Regions from separate parts of the Mus musculus genome. Here region 2 is linked to region 1. A link is a contact called in public Hi-C data. All regions are on one chromosome and are shown on one strand. The core of a region is the stretch at or near the end of the contact, and the rest is flanking DNA. Distances in the headings are between cores, read along the strand shown. Region 1 overlaps Kat6b (K(lysine) acetyltransferase 6B). Region 2 overlaps Dupd1 (dual specificity phosphatase and pro isomerase domain containing 1).

The links. Hi-C and Micro-C count contacts between places; a contact is called where the count stands out from the background.
Region 2: a contact with region 1 is called in a Hi-C map of uterus, with 2.7 times the contacts expected there. The contact joins two enhancer-like sites. A contact is called at or near these places in 1 of 39 promoter capture datasets (pre-B cells), 2 of 484 Hi-C or Micro-C datasets (nephron progenitors and uterus), 1 of 115 datasets of contacts at active chromatin or transcription factors (microglia) and 3 of 9 other capture datasets (adipose tissue, liver and pancreatic islet).

Annotation. Positions count from the first base shown.
Region 1 is chr14:21,629,116-21,636,331 of GRCm38.p6, reverse strand. It overlaps Kat6b (K(lysine) acetyltransferase 6B), which reads right to left. Exons shown (of 17, transcript NM_017479.3): 10 at 4,869-5,010; 11 at 1,695-1,856. Among named protein-coding and RNA genes, the nearest start is that of Dupd1, 82 kb to the left of the region's middle. Within about 2 kb of position 4,366, at least 9 of the 459 cell types and tissues checked have an H3K27ac peak or open chromatin away from gene starts, as enhancers often do. A contact at or near this core is called in uterus, where this site is marked.
Region 2 is chr14:21,703,524-21,710,739 of GRCm38.p6, reverse strand. The region is part of intron 1 of Dupd1 (dual specificity phosphatase and pro isomerase domain containing 1); the gene reads left to right. Among named protein-coding and RNA genes, the nearest start is that of Dupd1, 7.4 kb to the left of the region's middle. Within about 2 kb of position 3,614, at least 142 of the 459 cell types and tissues checked have an H3K27ac peak or open chromatin away from gene starts, as enhancers often do. A contact at or near this core is called in uterus, where this site is marked.

The DNA of each region.
Region 1 (7,216 bases), core at 3,117-5,616:
ATGGACCTAGCCCAGTAAGTAAGTAAAAAGCCTGCTGTGCCGGTGTGAGCCTCCAGGAGCACGAGGCTTAAATCCACATTGAACAGAAGGGCTGCCAGACTTGGTGGTGTACCTTCTAATCCCAGCACTCGGGACGCAGAGGCAGAGGCAGGTATTTCTTGGTAAGTTCCAGGACAGCCTGGTCTACAGAGAGAGTTCCAGTAAAGCCAGGGCTGTTGCACAGAGAAACACTGTCTGGAGTGGGTGGGGAGTGGATGTTCAGGAGGCAGAAGACAGGCAGATCTCTGAATTCTAGCATAGCCAGAGCTAAATAGTGTGATTCTGTTCAAAAAACAAAAACAAATAAACAATGAAGAAAGAAAGAAAGAAAGAGAGAGAGAGAGGGAGAGAGAGAGAGAGAGAGAGAGAGAGAGAGAGAGAGAAAGAAAGAAAGAAAGAAAGAAAGAAGGAAAGAGAGTCAGTCAAAATAGCTGCACACAGGGATGAGACAGGAGGACCTCTGGATGGTTCATGTGTCTGGAGGGAGAGAACACTGAGGGACATGGACAGTCTTGCCATGCCGTCTTGGCTGACCACAAACTGGTGATCCCTTGTCTTAGCCCTCTGAGTATTTATATTAGCAGCATATGCCAACACACCGGGAAGATAGTCTAGCTTCTTATTTCCTGTGAAAACAGCACTTCTATGGAGTGTTTCATCATGAACATTAAAGAAAAGCAGATCCAATAAAGTCACTCATCTGCTGAGCGTCTGGATAATTACCATCTCTGTTTCTGTAACCATTCTTGGGTGCATACCCAGGGAAAGTTCAACACCTGGCAAACACATTCCAAACCAGCTCTCTTTCAAGGTGCATGACTTAGCAACAGCAGTTTCTGAGCAGTTTCTTCTGGAGAAGAGCTCTGAACCAGTGAAAAGACGAGCCACTGTGCCTTAGTATGCAAGTTCTTCCCCATGTTGACTGCTAGAGACAGGTAGGTTTCCTACAGGCAAGACTCCCTTAGAACTTAAAAACCACAGCACAGATCATGAGAGGCAGCGGTGGAAAACCAGCCACCTATCAACTAGGCCATCAATTGCCAGTGGTGTTTTTGTTTTTGTTTTAATTACATGTATTCCTTGGTGTGTGTGGGGTGGGAGGCAGGGCAGGGTAGGGTGCATGCGGACAACTTCTGGGAGTCAGTTCTCTCCTACCAAGCAGGTCCTGGACGTTTCTCAGGAGCCATCTCAGCAGCCCACACCAATGCTCTAACACTGGATACTGCTGACCACGAGGTAGGAAATGAGCCAGAGAGGCTGAGGTCTTAAGTGCTCCATCACAGAAAGCTTCATGTGCACACCACTTAAAAGAAGAAAGAAGCTCAACATTTGGAAATCAAAGCTGCGAGGCAGTCTACAAGGTGGTAATGAAATGTCGCATGGTCACTGTCAGCACAGCACAGGGTTCTGGGGTCCTTTACACACTTCCTAGGCACCTTTTGTTGTTATTTGTTTTGTTTCTTGTTTGTGTCCTTTCAAATGAGCTTTAAACAAAAAGCTGAGGTTTTCAGAAACATGAGCCACTTACTCAAATTATTGTCATAAAAATACAAAAACAAGAGAAAACAAAACAAAAAAACCCTGTTCAAAGACCTGAGCTCCACTAAAAACATTTGCAAGCAAGCGAGAGAAGGCCATGCTGGCTCGTGGTTTACCTTGGAGAAGTATCCAACCAGATGACAGCCTTTTTCATCATTTTTTGTAAGGACATAAAAAAGGAATGGCTCAACATCATAATACAATGTTTTGTGGTCCAGGAAGAGCTTGGCTAACAAGCAAAGGTTTTGGCAATAAATTTTACTCATATTCCCATCAACCTAGAAAAAGAGAAACAGACAACATTATTTAACATAAAAGTATCATCAGAATATAAACTTGCTTCTTCTGTATATCATTTTAAAAAGTATATAATTTTATTTCTAAATCCTACACTCTAAGATTAAAATACTCCATTAAACAAAGACAGTGTTAACCAGGGAACAGCTGTTACTTGCAGAGCCAGAATCCCATCTTTCCTCTTGTTAAGGTAAATTCAAGACAGCTAACGTCTCCTCCTTAAGCTCGTTCAAGAAACAGCAACGTTAGCAAAGTCACTTTCACTTGCAATTTATTATGAGTTAAAATTTATCAGGCATGCCCTCTTACTTTTAAATTGGAGCCAAGTAAATCTGAAAATTAAAAAAACAAATAAAAATTTCATCATGCATGCCAAACTTTTGTTATTTTCAAAAGGACTTCAAATAAAAATAATATAAATGAACCGCCTGAGTTATTCTGATTCTTCAAAAGTGTGGATTAAACAGCAGAGGCATCCATTTTAGTTTTATCCCAAGTATCATTTTAATATAACTGGAGAATATACAATCTCTGTGTTGGGAATAATTACAGAGAGAGTCAGGTGAATTTAAACCTACAGTAAGTGTAATGATTATAGTCTACTTCTCTTCAAAATAAAAGACTCAAGCTGGGACACCGAGGCCTCCACAGGAGCTAAGGCACAGAAACCAATGTCTTTGATCAAATGTAGTGACTTGCTGAAACAGAGAGCCAAACAGACCCCACACTCTTCTTAGGGGAGTCAGGTTTTGCTAACCCGAGCTCTTTGACAATGAACTTGACCATTCCCAGGTCTCCTGTGGACCATACTGGTTCTTATACTGCACAAATTATTTTTAGATTTCATATAACTATTTCCCTTGGACAGAACCTTAGTCCCACACATAGCAACATAATCAAATACAGGCAACTGGCACTGAGGATACAATTCTCTCTTTAATTAAAGGACGTTTTGATGTATTTGGGAGTATGGTCCTTTTGGAAACAGTGCCGTACACAAGAACTAATGGCGATGTACATCTGTGCATCAGAAACAGAAATGAAAACACTGAAACAATCTCCGATCAATCAGAAGTCTAGGAAAAGAGACAGGTACAGAAGAGACTCACAAAACCAAAATCACAGATACGGTTTACTTCTTTCTAAATCACAGAAAAGATCCGAAAGTTTCCTTTCCAAAGCTGATACCTTCAATCAAGATGCTAGAATAGGGCCTTAGGGTTTCCTCCACACCCTCAGTGTAGGAATGAACTACACTCCTGGGCGACTTTCATCTCTGTGCTTTCAAACACATGTCTAACAAGACTGATTATCCTGCCCAGATGACTTCCTGATAGATTAGAGCGTCCACACACAGCCTTACTCATGATGATTTATTCAATAATTACTTAAGGCAAACAATGTGTTTTGCTGTCTGGGAAAAGATGAACAGTCGTTTCAATTTTCTTTCGGTTGGAGGAAAAGCATCCAGGGCACGAGGAAAGGACCAAACAGTAAAGCTGGCACAACGCAAAGGCTCCCTGAGACCAACTCTCTCCCCTGCCTTCTTGGGGCTGCCTGAGTGGCAGCCCGACAGTACATCAAGTGGGGTAACCTGTACTTGGTATCCTTCACCTCCCACCCTCTTTCTGCTCAGATATGTGGCTGCTGAGGCATTTTTGGTTGTCACGAATGGACAGGAGGCACCAGCAGCAGCAGCCAGGAGGTAGACGGCAGGATGCTGCTAAACACCTTAAAAAGTATACTACAGTTCCTATGCAATATATTATTCAGCTTGAAATGCCAGTAGTACTCAGGCTGAGCAGCCTGTGCTTGGCCTTTAATAAGAAGTAATAGCGCAGCCTCACAAAGAATTCCACTTGCCCTTCAAGCTCACTAGAAAGAGCAGGAAGGTGCTTAAAAAACACCACAGCAGTAGGTACCTGACCAGTCTAGAGAGGGAAAGCCCTGCCTGAGAAGCCTCTTAGACACATGGGAAACTGATGACCCTCCCTTATTATAATGGAGGGACACTGGAGGCCAGAGCAAACGGCAGCTGTGCAGCAGAATGATACACAGCAACATGAGCACTGGAAAGAGAAAGGACACTGGTTTTCAGAAAAAGAAGACATCATGTCTGCCGTAGGAGGAAGGCTTGATCTGAGACCCTGAAGAGTAAACAACACACCAGGATGGTAACAAAGAGGCCAATACAGCAAAGCACAGAAATGTGCAGCTACAGTGAGGAGGATTAATGCCGAGAACGGACAGTGACCCTCTGAACAGACAGGACCACCAAAGGAGAGCCTGGAGTCCTCAGTATACAGCTGATCAGCTAAGCTAGATCCCCGAGCCTGGCAGCAGAAGCCTGGCTAAACAATGAAAATAAAGCAGAGACTTTCTGCTACTACGTCTGCTCTGAAAACACAAAATATCTTCAAGAAACCTACAATGAGACCCAGGAACACAGGGCTTCCTGGGAACGGCAAGGTTCTCTAGGGTAGCTGTCCACAGAGACTGGGGAAGAGTCCCAACATCTGCTGGGATCTCGCCCAGAGGATTTATCCACCCTGGCAAGAACTGGACAGAAGCACAGGTGTTTGTGTGCTAAGCAGATACGTACAGCTGCTCAATTCCCTGGAAGAGGGAGTACCTGCCAGACACTGGCTGGAGCTGCTAAACAAAGCTAATTCCTCCTGCCAAAGAATGTGGAATTTACAAAGAGCCAAGGAGACCACTAATTCACTGGTGCATACTGTGCTGTAGAAAGGGATTTTAAAAAGCCCCAAAAAAGTTGATGTGATGAAGTAAGAATTCTTCATCAGTCTAAATGGTTGCTTAATGTAGTCAGATAAATATGCTAAACCATGGCGCTATCTTAAAGAGCAGTGTGAATTCCGATGCTAAGATTGAATACACACTGTGCTATCTATACACAAACCATCCAAGCACACAGTCAACAGTTAGGAATATTAGGGTTCAAAAAGACCATGTTTTTGTTTATACTTGCTTACCTCGAATACTGAAAGGTCTTTCCTTCGGTAAATCTCATTGGCCGGAGGATGAAACCATCCACACTTCTTTGAGTGTCTTAGCAAAATATTTTTACTCTTCATATATTTAAGACAGAATTCACACAGGTAAAGCTTTGGTAATCTGTCAAAGTTTAAAAATCAGAAAGTCTATTAGAGTGACTATACTGTTCAAGAGAGAAAAGCTAAACATTGTTCAATGTTTTCTAGACATAAAATGGCTATAAAATCTTTTGAAAACATTTTCAAAAAGGGAAAAAGAAGCCAGGTATAGTGGCATATAGCCTCAACCCCAACAGTCGGTCTCAGAGGCAGGAGGGAAGGGTCTCTGTGAGCTTTAGGCCAGCTTGGTCTACACAGCTAATTCCTGACCAGCCAGAGCTACACAGTAAGAGCCTGTCTCAACACAACACAATACAACACAACAAAACAAAACAAAACGGCAGGGGGCGGGGTGTGGAGAATCCAGTAATAAAGAAATATAAAGACCTTAAAATATTTTAAATAAAGCTTATAATAATGTGTTCTTATTTTACTCTATGACCTACCATCAGGTTTTTCAGGCCTGAAAAATCAACAATTCAGAATGCTATTCTTTAGTGTGACCAAGTATATTTTTAAAAATTCAGATTTAATGCTGTATTTTTAAATATTCTTAATGCAGACTGCTGTACCTAGAGTAATATTTTATTTATAAGTGAATTTATTATCTTTAAAATGATATGGATATCTATGAGGCAGAGGTCCTAAAAGGTGGCTTTTATTTCTGCCTCTGGATGAGGAAGCTATATAATGTAATAGTCTAAAGTAGTGGACGCAAGTCCGACAGTCAAAAGCTCACATTTGTTTCCTACCAATTCCACTGCTGCTTTAATTCTTAAATTAAGAAGTGTTTTGGGTTTTTGTCTGCAGTGTTATATTCTTAACTCAGTTATCTGCACTCAGTGCTACAGAATCACTAAGCACACGCTCTTTAATCTTCAGAAAGTAACAGAACTGTTTACATAGCACCAACAAAGGGCTGAGGCATGCTAACACCCATTTTATAGACATCCACTTCAGTGATCCGGCCATTAAATCTTTCCAGACACTTTAAGCTATATGCACATATTACACAGATATGTAAACTATGCACACACACATACGTTTATGTACATACGTGGTATCAAGTGTTAGGTAATAGGTATATTTGTGAGGTAGACACAGTCCTTACTCTCCTATCGACCTCATTTTTATTCATGAAATCTCAGCTAAGCTGGTCTTCCACTGAGACTTAGAATAATCATCTTCTTCTTCTTCTTCTTCTTCTTCTTCTTCTTCTTCTTCTTCTTCTTCTTCTTCTTCTTCTTCTTCTTCTTCTTCCTTCGCCTTCTCCTTCTCCTTCTCCTTCTCCTTCTCCTTCTTCTTTAACAAAACCATTTTTGAGATGTAATCTCACTTTGTAGTTTTGGTTGGGAGGGTAAAGCCCCAAGATTCTACTAATACCATGTGACTTGATGTGGGCATCAGAAGAAAAGAAATGTTGGGTGATATAGTTGGTTGCTAAGACACTCTAATCTTAGTTCAAGAAAAGCAGGAAACTGACAACAATTTCTGTTATTTTTAGAATGTTGGCTGTAAATGGCTTTGAGTGACTTGGGAAGGGTCTCTGAAAGTTACCTGCCACCTACTACTTCCTCCTACTTTTTCTATTTTGCTTAATTTCTGGGAGAAGAACCACGAAAAAAACAAGGGATGAGAAATTATTGATAAAACCTATATCCTTAACTAAAAGACAGCCAGTGTAGTGAATATATCAAGCACCTCTAACCGACCGTTGTTTTCTCTGATTTGTTCTATATAAAACCAGCAATTGTCCTACTAACCGAACAAAAACAGGATGGCCTCAAAAGTCAAAGAAAAGTTTATTTATCTCTGTTTTTTGTTTGTTTTTTCTGGAGACAAGCGTTTTTTTGTGTAGTCCTGGCTGTTCTGGAACTAGATCTGTAGACCTGGCTAGCCTTGAACTCAGAGATCTGCCTGCCTCTGCCTCTGCCTCCTTGAGTGCTGGGATTAAAGGTGAGTGCCACTACCTCCTGGCTCAAAGAGAAATTTACAGTACCCGTGGTTCTTACGAGTTAAGGAATATACACAAACAGTACAAACACACTACAAAAGTACGCTAATGGCAAAGACTTCTGCCTGACTACCAAAATTTATGTTTGTTTATTCACTCACTCACTCACTACTTTTTGGAGACAAGTTCATGGCTATCAACAGAATATATACTGACAAAATGGCCTTCAACCTCTGACCTTCCGCCTTAACTCCAAGGCGCTCACGAATAGGTG
Region 2 (7,216 bases), core at 2,365-4,864, 75 kb before region 1:
CATACTTGCCAGAATCCAAAAGGAAAAAAGAGTCTGTTAAATTTGGATTACCTCTGGTACATTATGAAGTAAATTATAGGCAACAACAACAACAATTCCTGGGTTGTCTTGTCCAAGTTTTAATTTAAAAAAAAAAAAAACCCACAGATTTTATGTTGTGGTTGGGCTCATTTTGGTAGATTTAACATGCATAAAGACAAGCAATGACTTGAGGCAAATTGAAAATATGTATATACTTATGTATGGACACTCGTGCCAAGTCCCAAATCCAGCAGTAGGCATTGTTCAGCTAACAGAGTCATTATGTGACAGTGTTCCCACTCCCTCCACTCAGAGAACATTCTAGACCCAACTTGGATAGGGCTGAGGAAGAACTGTGCTGTACATTGCATTTAACTTTCCCCCTGAACACAAATATCCGCAGGTTTCTCTGAAAAGAGGGCAGAAGGTTTTCAAAAAAGTGTGTGCATATATATGTGTGTGTGTGTGTGTGTGTGTGTGTGTGTGTGCATGAGCACACATGCGTGCATGCTGGCTCTCCTGCGCTATCACTCTTCCCCTCGGTCCTCTGAGACATGGTCTCTTATTGACCTGGAGCTGGGCCTGTAGCCAGCCAGCTCCAGCAATCCTCCTGTCTCTGCCCTCCCACAGCGCTGGGGTGACAAGCTCACCCATACAGTCATACGGTCATACTCAGCTTTGTACATGGGGCCTGAAAAAACTCACGGTTTTTTCAGCAGAACTAATTTTCTCCCATCCCAAGAGCAGGTTAAAAAAAAAATCATAAGCCAAATTAGGTCAAAGATTTCTAAGATGCCAGAGATGTTTGTGTCCTGGCCTGTCCAGCCCATGCCCAGTCCTCTCTCACGCTGGCCTGGCAGGCCTTGCCCTGTCTTTGATATATGACACATATGTAACTTGAAAGGTTAAGTCACAGAGAAAATGGTGCTGCTTTCCCTCACTGATGACCCCAGAGTGTCCTTGAGGTCACTGGCTCAGCCTGAGCCAAGTCCAGGTTGAAGGGAAGTGCAGGGCCCTTGCTCTGCCACTAGGGGTGGGTGTGGGAGGGGGCTGCCCTCTGCCCCTGCAGACAGAGGAGGAAGGAAATTCCCTCAGGATGCTTTTACCCTAAGCATCAGAGCTACACCCCTGCACAGCCTCTTACAAGGTCTTGTGCTTGCTCACCGGACTTCCTTTGTCCTAAAGACACTATGCCAGCTTTGGGGCTCCTACAGACCGGAACCCCATGGCTTCCCAGCAAGCACAGGGATTAGAATGATTCCACAGAAGCTAGGCCTGACTGCTGCCCTGGAGGCCTGTAGGGTAGATAACACACAGCTGCTCCAGGGCCCCCAGGAAGGCAGTCCTCGGTTTCGGGGTGAGCAGCTTCTACATACATGATGGCCCTAAAGCAGACTTGGGGGGATGTCCCCCTCTGTGTGCTGATGTCACGCACACATATCAGAGACACCGAGAAGATGGTTGTTTACAAAGAAAACAGAACCAGACATAATTTCATTGTGCTACAACAAGCACACAGCCAGTGTCAATCATATATCTTTCTAGAAACACAGAATCACCATGTACATATTGCTTTATAACCTTCTGCTCTCTTCTCTTCAACGACCTCCCCCATGCCCACCACCATCACCTCCTCCTCCTCCTCCCTCCTGAGGTGGGGTCCCACCCTAGACACCGAGGTAGCCTGAAGCTTGCTATGTAGACCAGGCTGGTCTCAAACTCTCAGAGATCCTCCTGCTTCTGCCTCCCATGTGCTGGGATTAAGTGAACCATGATGTGTTCTTTTCTCTTTAATTTCCTCAAGCCAGCACAAACATGTCTGTAAGGCTGGGTCATGAAAGAGCTAACATAACTAGCTACAGGGTTCTCCAAGGTGACATCGGGAACCCTCGATCTCAGTGGTACATGGATGTCTCTAGCTTGGAAAATCTTTACATGTTAGCTTGAGGCCCCAGGCCTTTCCCTACCTATCCACCAGTGGGCCACAACTCTGCTTAAGAGCACATTGGCTCTTGTTGCTCCGCACCGCCATTTTCAGGGTGGGGTACCTGCATTTGGTTTCTTGTGCTGCAGGAGAAAACTGCAGCAAAAGAACTTCAGGTTTTGATCTGATTTCAAAACTGTAACTTTAACCCTGTCATAGCGTCTTATACCGGCAATCCCAGCACTTGGGAGGCTGAGGCAGGGGGACTGCTCAAAGTTTAAAGCTTGTCTAGTCTATATAGTGACTTCTAGGCCAATCAGGTCTATATATTGATGTCCTGTCTCAAAAACAAAACAAAGCCAATAGTTTCCAAGCATGTGCTGGCTCTCTGGCTAGATGACCTAGCAGGTAAAAGCACTCGCTGGCAAACCCAGGGACCTGAACCTCATCCCCCAGGACCCACATGCTGTCCTCTGACAACACAAGCACACATCCATGCAATCTTGCACGTACACATATGCACACACACACATGTACACATACACACACATATCCATGCAGGTGTGTGCATGCAGGATGCAGGTGTGCTCATACACATGCACACACATACACACTCAAGTGCACACATGTACATATCCATGCAGATATACACATACATACACCAGTACATGCACTCATGCATGTAATAAAAACATTTTCTGATATATTAAGAAACAGCAAGATGGCTCAGTAGGCAAAAATACTTGCTGCCAAGTTCGAGTTCAGTCACCAGAACCCAAATGGTGCAAGGGAACCAACTTCTACTATTTGTCCTCTGACCTTTACACGTGTGCTGTGCGTACTAAGGACACATGTACTATGAAATGCACCCCCCAAAGTAAATAAAATTTGAAAACATATATATCTCTAAACAATATTTTAAAAATCTGGATTGCATTTGCACACGGAATGACAGTTTGCTGCCCAAATCAGAGGGGGCACTGGCTCTATTTAATGTGCCACAGTCCCCACTACTCCCTAATGTTTCTTCCTTACCACTAGTAGTCAAGCTATTGTTTGTTCTTTAGTATCCAACTACTTCCTTCCACTATGCTAGTTATGTCATCAGCCTGTCCCCTTTGTGAAGGAGCCGGAGTTGGCTTCTGTTTCTCTGAGAAGGATGCTCTCCCAGGCCAAGAGCCTTCAGAGCTGGTGTTTGATTCCTCGGGTCCAAATCTTTAAGGATGAAGCTGTAACAGGATTCTGGAAGCCTGTCTTGACAGCCTGCCCAGATCTCATTATGACATTTAGCCTGTGATTGATATGGTGTGTCATGGAGACCTTGGCAGTTAATCTCTGGGTTGAATCTATGGAAACCAAACAGAGCAGATCTGTCTTCCCCTTTTGGCTGTGATCTGGGACACAGATTCTCCCTGCCTCTGGGAGAACAAGAGATTTGGGAGCTGTGTGGGTGGGGTTTGGGGGTGCACAGGCCGTCTTCAGCATTTGGAAAGATTACAGGCCTGTGGTTTCTGGACAGCCCTGTGCTTTGTTCTCTTTCCTGCATCGCGCTGGAAGATAATAGATCCCAGAGCCCCTTCTAAATGCCAAGTCGCTCTGGGTACACAACACCACTTCCTCTTCTGTCTGGAAACTCAGCCAAAGCTATAATGCAGGGCCAGGCCAGGGTTGGTTCCCTCCACAGCTTAACGAGGGGAAAGAGGCCCCACCAAGGGCGCAGTCAGCTTCAGTGGTCAGAGAAGGCAGACTGGAGGATCCACAGCGGAACAGACTCCAGCATCTCCCTAAAATCGCATCTCTCCAAGTCCCCTTAGCAACAAGCAGGACTCAAAGGGATTTAAGCCATAGTATTTAGGAATATGATGCCAGACTTAGAAATAAGATGAGTGGGTGCCATGGGGGTGCACTGAACAGCACGTCTTTGTAATTGAGGCTGCTGTGGTCCTAAAGGGAAGTTGTAACTACGGTCTTAGGAGACGGAGGAGTCGGGGCTGGTTCCTACAAGGGAAGCTCCAGCCAAGCCTTGCAATATGGCTACCCCGCCTCCCCGAAACCCCAGCAGGCAGGCCCTGGAGTCAAGTGCAGGTCTCACCAACCACCCTAGGGAGGAGACAGCGTCCACCCTGAGTCCCCTCTGCACTTTCTTCCCCTGTTCCGAGTCAGGTCAGCAGAGCCTCAACCCTGCTTCCAAAGCCCTAGTTGAGTTCCCAGCCAGGCCGCACAGGCCTTTGCCATTCATTTCTCTCATTCATCCGTTCATCCATTCACCCCTCAATCCATCCATTTACTTTAGAGATCAAGGAGACCTAGGAAGCCTGCATCCAAGTGGTCCAAGCCCTTCCTCTCCCAGGCCTGGATCTGCATCAGGAACCAATACCCTGTTCCTATATCAGCGAGAAGACAGAAGGTGTTTGTGGTATCCTTACAACCCTTCTCTTGACTCTTCAGTCACATGGCAGTCAATCATGATTATCAGCAAGCATAGACTCTCCTGGGATCTTGTTAAAATGTTGGCTTTCAGGCCCTGCCTTGGCCCAGTGTATAATCCCAGAATCTGTATTTTCAGCTGCTACTCTAGGAGAGCTGGCCTTTACAAACAGACTGGCAGGTTCCAAAGCAGGGTCCCTCTGCCTGACGAGGTTCTCACTCCAGGAATCAGTCTATCACAAGGAAGAAATCCCAGAGCCTGGCCTCCCCCATCCCCATGGCAGACACTGTTAGCTACTGATCTTTTCATGCACCTCTTGTGAACTTGGGAGAACTGAATCCCTGACACCATGGGTTTGGTCTTTTCATTGCCCTTAAAATTTATTAAATTTTTCTTAAGAGATTGGGGTCTCATTCTGAACTCCTAGATTCCTGGTCTGAAACATCCTCCCAGAATATATTGGACCATAGGCATGTACCCGTGAGCCCAGAACTTTTGGAAACTGAATCACAGTTAATGCCAAACGCACAGAAAGAGAAACAGTAGCTATGTTGTATCCATCGTCCAGACTCAGTCACCCCCCAGCCAATCCTGCTTCACACACACCCCCATCAGCACCCCTAGCCTCCAGTACTGCATTTTTTTTGCATTTATCCAACTATATTTTGAAATTTTTACTTTATATGTGCACATACCACAGTGAATGTATGCAAGCCAGAGACAACCCTTTACAGTCTGTTTCCTTCCTCTTTCATGTGGCTCTGGGGATTGAACTCAGGTCTCTGGGTTTATACAGCAAGGACTTTATTATCTGCTGAGGCATCTTGCTGGCCTTCCAACTATGTTTATGATGCAAATTCTATCTGTTAGTATGTTAGTATTTTAGTGTTTTACCTTTTTTTTTTTTTTTTTTTTTTTTGAGACGGGGTTTCTCTGTGTAGCCCTTGCTGTCCTAGAACACACTTTGTAGACCAGGTTGGCCTCAAACTCAGAGATCTGCCTGCCTCTGCCTCCCGAGTGCTGGGATTATCTGTCAGTATATCCAGCTTAAAGATTTATTTATTTATTTATTTTGGTTTTTTTCGAGACAGGGTTTCTCTGTATCACCCTGGCTGTCCTGGAACTCACTCTGTAGAACAGGCTGGCCTCGAACTCAGACACACAGAACACCACAGCCGCACGTGGTGGCACATGCCTTTAATCCCAGCACTTGGGAGGGAGAGGCAAGCGGATTTCTGAGTTCAAGGCCAGCCTGGTCTACAAAGTGAGTTCCAGGACAGCCAGGGCTATACAGAGAAACCCTGTCTCGAAAACAAAACAAAACAAAACAAAACAAAAAACCAACCCCCCCAAAAGATTTATTTTTAATCGTGTGTGTGTGTGCATTTGTGTATGTGTGTGTGTTGTATGTGTGTAGAATGCACATAAGAGCAGGTGCTAACAACATCTAGGAGAGAGGGTAATAGATACCTTTGGAACTCAAGTCATAGCCACTTGTGCACCACCTGACATGTGGGTACCTGGAACTAAACTTAGGTTCTCTGAAGGAGCCGCACAGGCTCTGAACTGCTGAGCCACCTTTCTAGACTGTGAGCTTGTTTCAAGTATAATCACCATGTAAGCATTTAATTGTTCGAGTCCACTGGAGCTAGTTTTAGTACCTATGTCCAGAATGTCCTTTCCTGAGGCGCTCGAGCCTCCCAAATTGTATTCCGAGTAGTGCTTGAGCCTGGTGTTCTCCGAGGCTCCCAGACTTTCTGATTTTTTTTTTTTCATTTCTCCCATCACAATGTCATCTCCACCACCTTCCCTCTCAGCAGGCGGGTGCTGCATGTGCCAAACATCTTTATCATTTCTCTCATATGTAACAGGGCAACTTTCAGAGAGTTAAGACTGAGTTAGTGACTTTAAGGACATTGGAAGAATGGCACCTGTCTCAAAACAAGTGTTATGTAAATATGATCGATCCTCCTTCAGGACCCACGGAGCAGAGGTTCCAGGCCCTCAGGGTACCAAAGTCCATGGATGGTCAAGCCCCTCCTATAAGGTGGCACAGCTGGGGTGGAGAAGCAGCTAGGTTGGGTGAGAGCTTGCCTACCATGCACAGAGCCCTGGGTTTGATCCTCATCACCCTATAAACTGGGCATGGTGGTGCAGGCCTTAAACGTCAGCACTGTGGATGGAGGTGGAGGCAAAAGATGAGAACTCAGAACCATCTTTCCATAATGATCTCAAGGTTGGGGAGAGTGTGAGCTACAAGACACCCTATCGCAAAAGGGGGTGGGGCACACACAATATTTACATATGAACTCCACACATCCTCCTGGGGACTTTAAATCATCTCCGGGTTACTTGTAATACCAGATATAGTATTTGTAGTGTGTGAACAATAGTTAATTAGGGAGTAATGTCAAGAGAGAAAGATCTGTGCAGGTTCAGCTAAGGCACTCATTTGAGTATTTTGATCCTTGGTTGGTTGAATCTTTGGACCTGGAGCTGTGCGGATGAGCAGCTACCAAGGTCTGATTTACTTGTCAAATCAACAAGATTCCCCAGGGACAGTGGAAACATATTTTTCCATATCCCACCAGTACTGTCTGTAAAGTTTTCAATCTGCAGACACAGCTGTCTAGCAGGGACATCCCTTTTGACCCCCTGAGAGGATAAGGTAGCCACAGCCAGACTTCAAGCATGAGAGCTATGACTATGACCCCAAGTCTCCTAGTATGGCTTACCCTCACACAGACAACTTCCTTTCCACGCCAAGGCTTCAGAAGTCCTGCTTCTGTGTGAAGCTGTCAGAACCAAACAACACCCACTCTAGACTCAGCCATGTGCCCTTT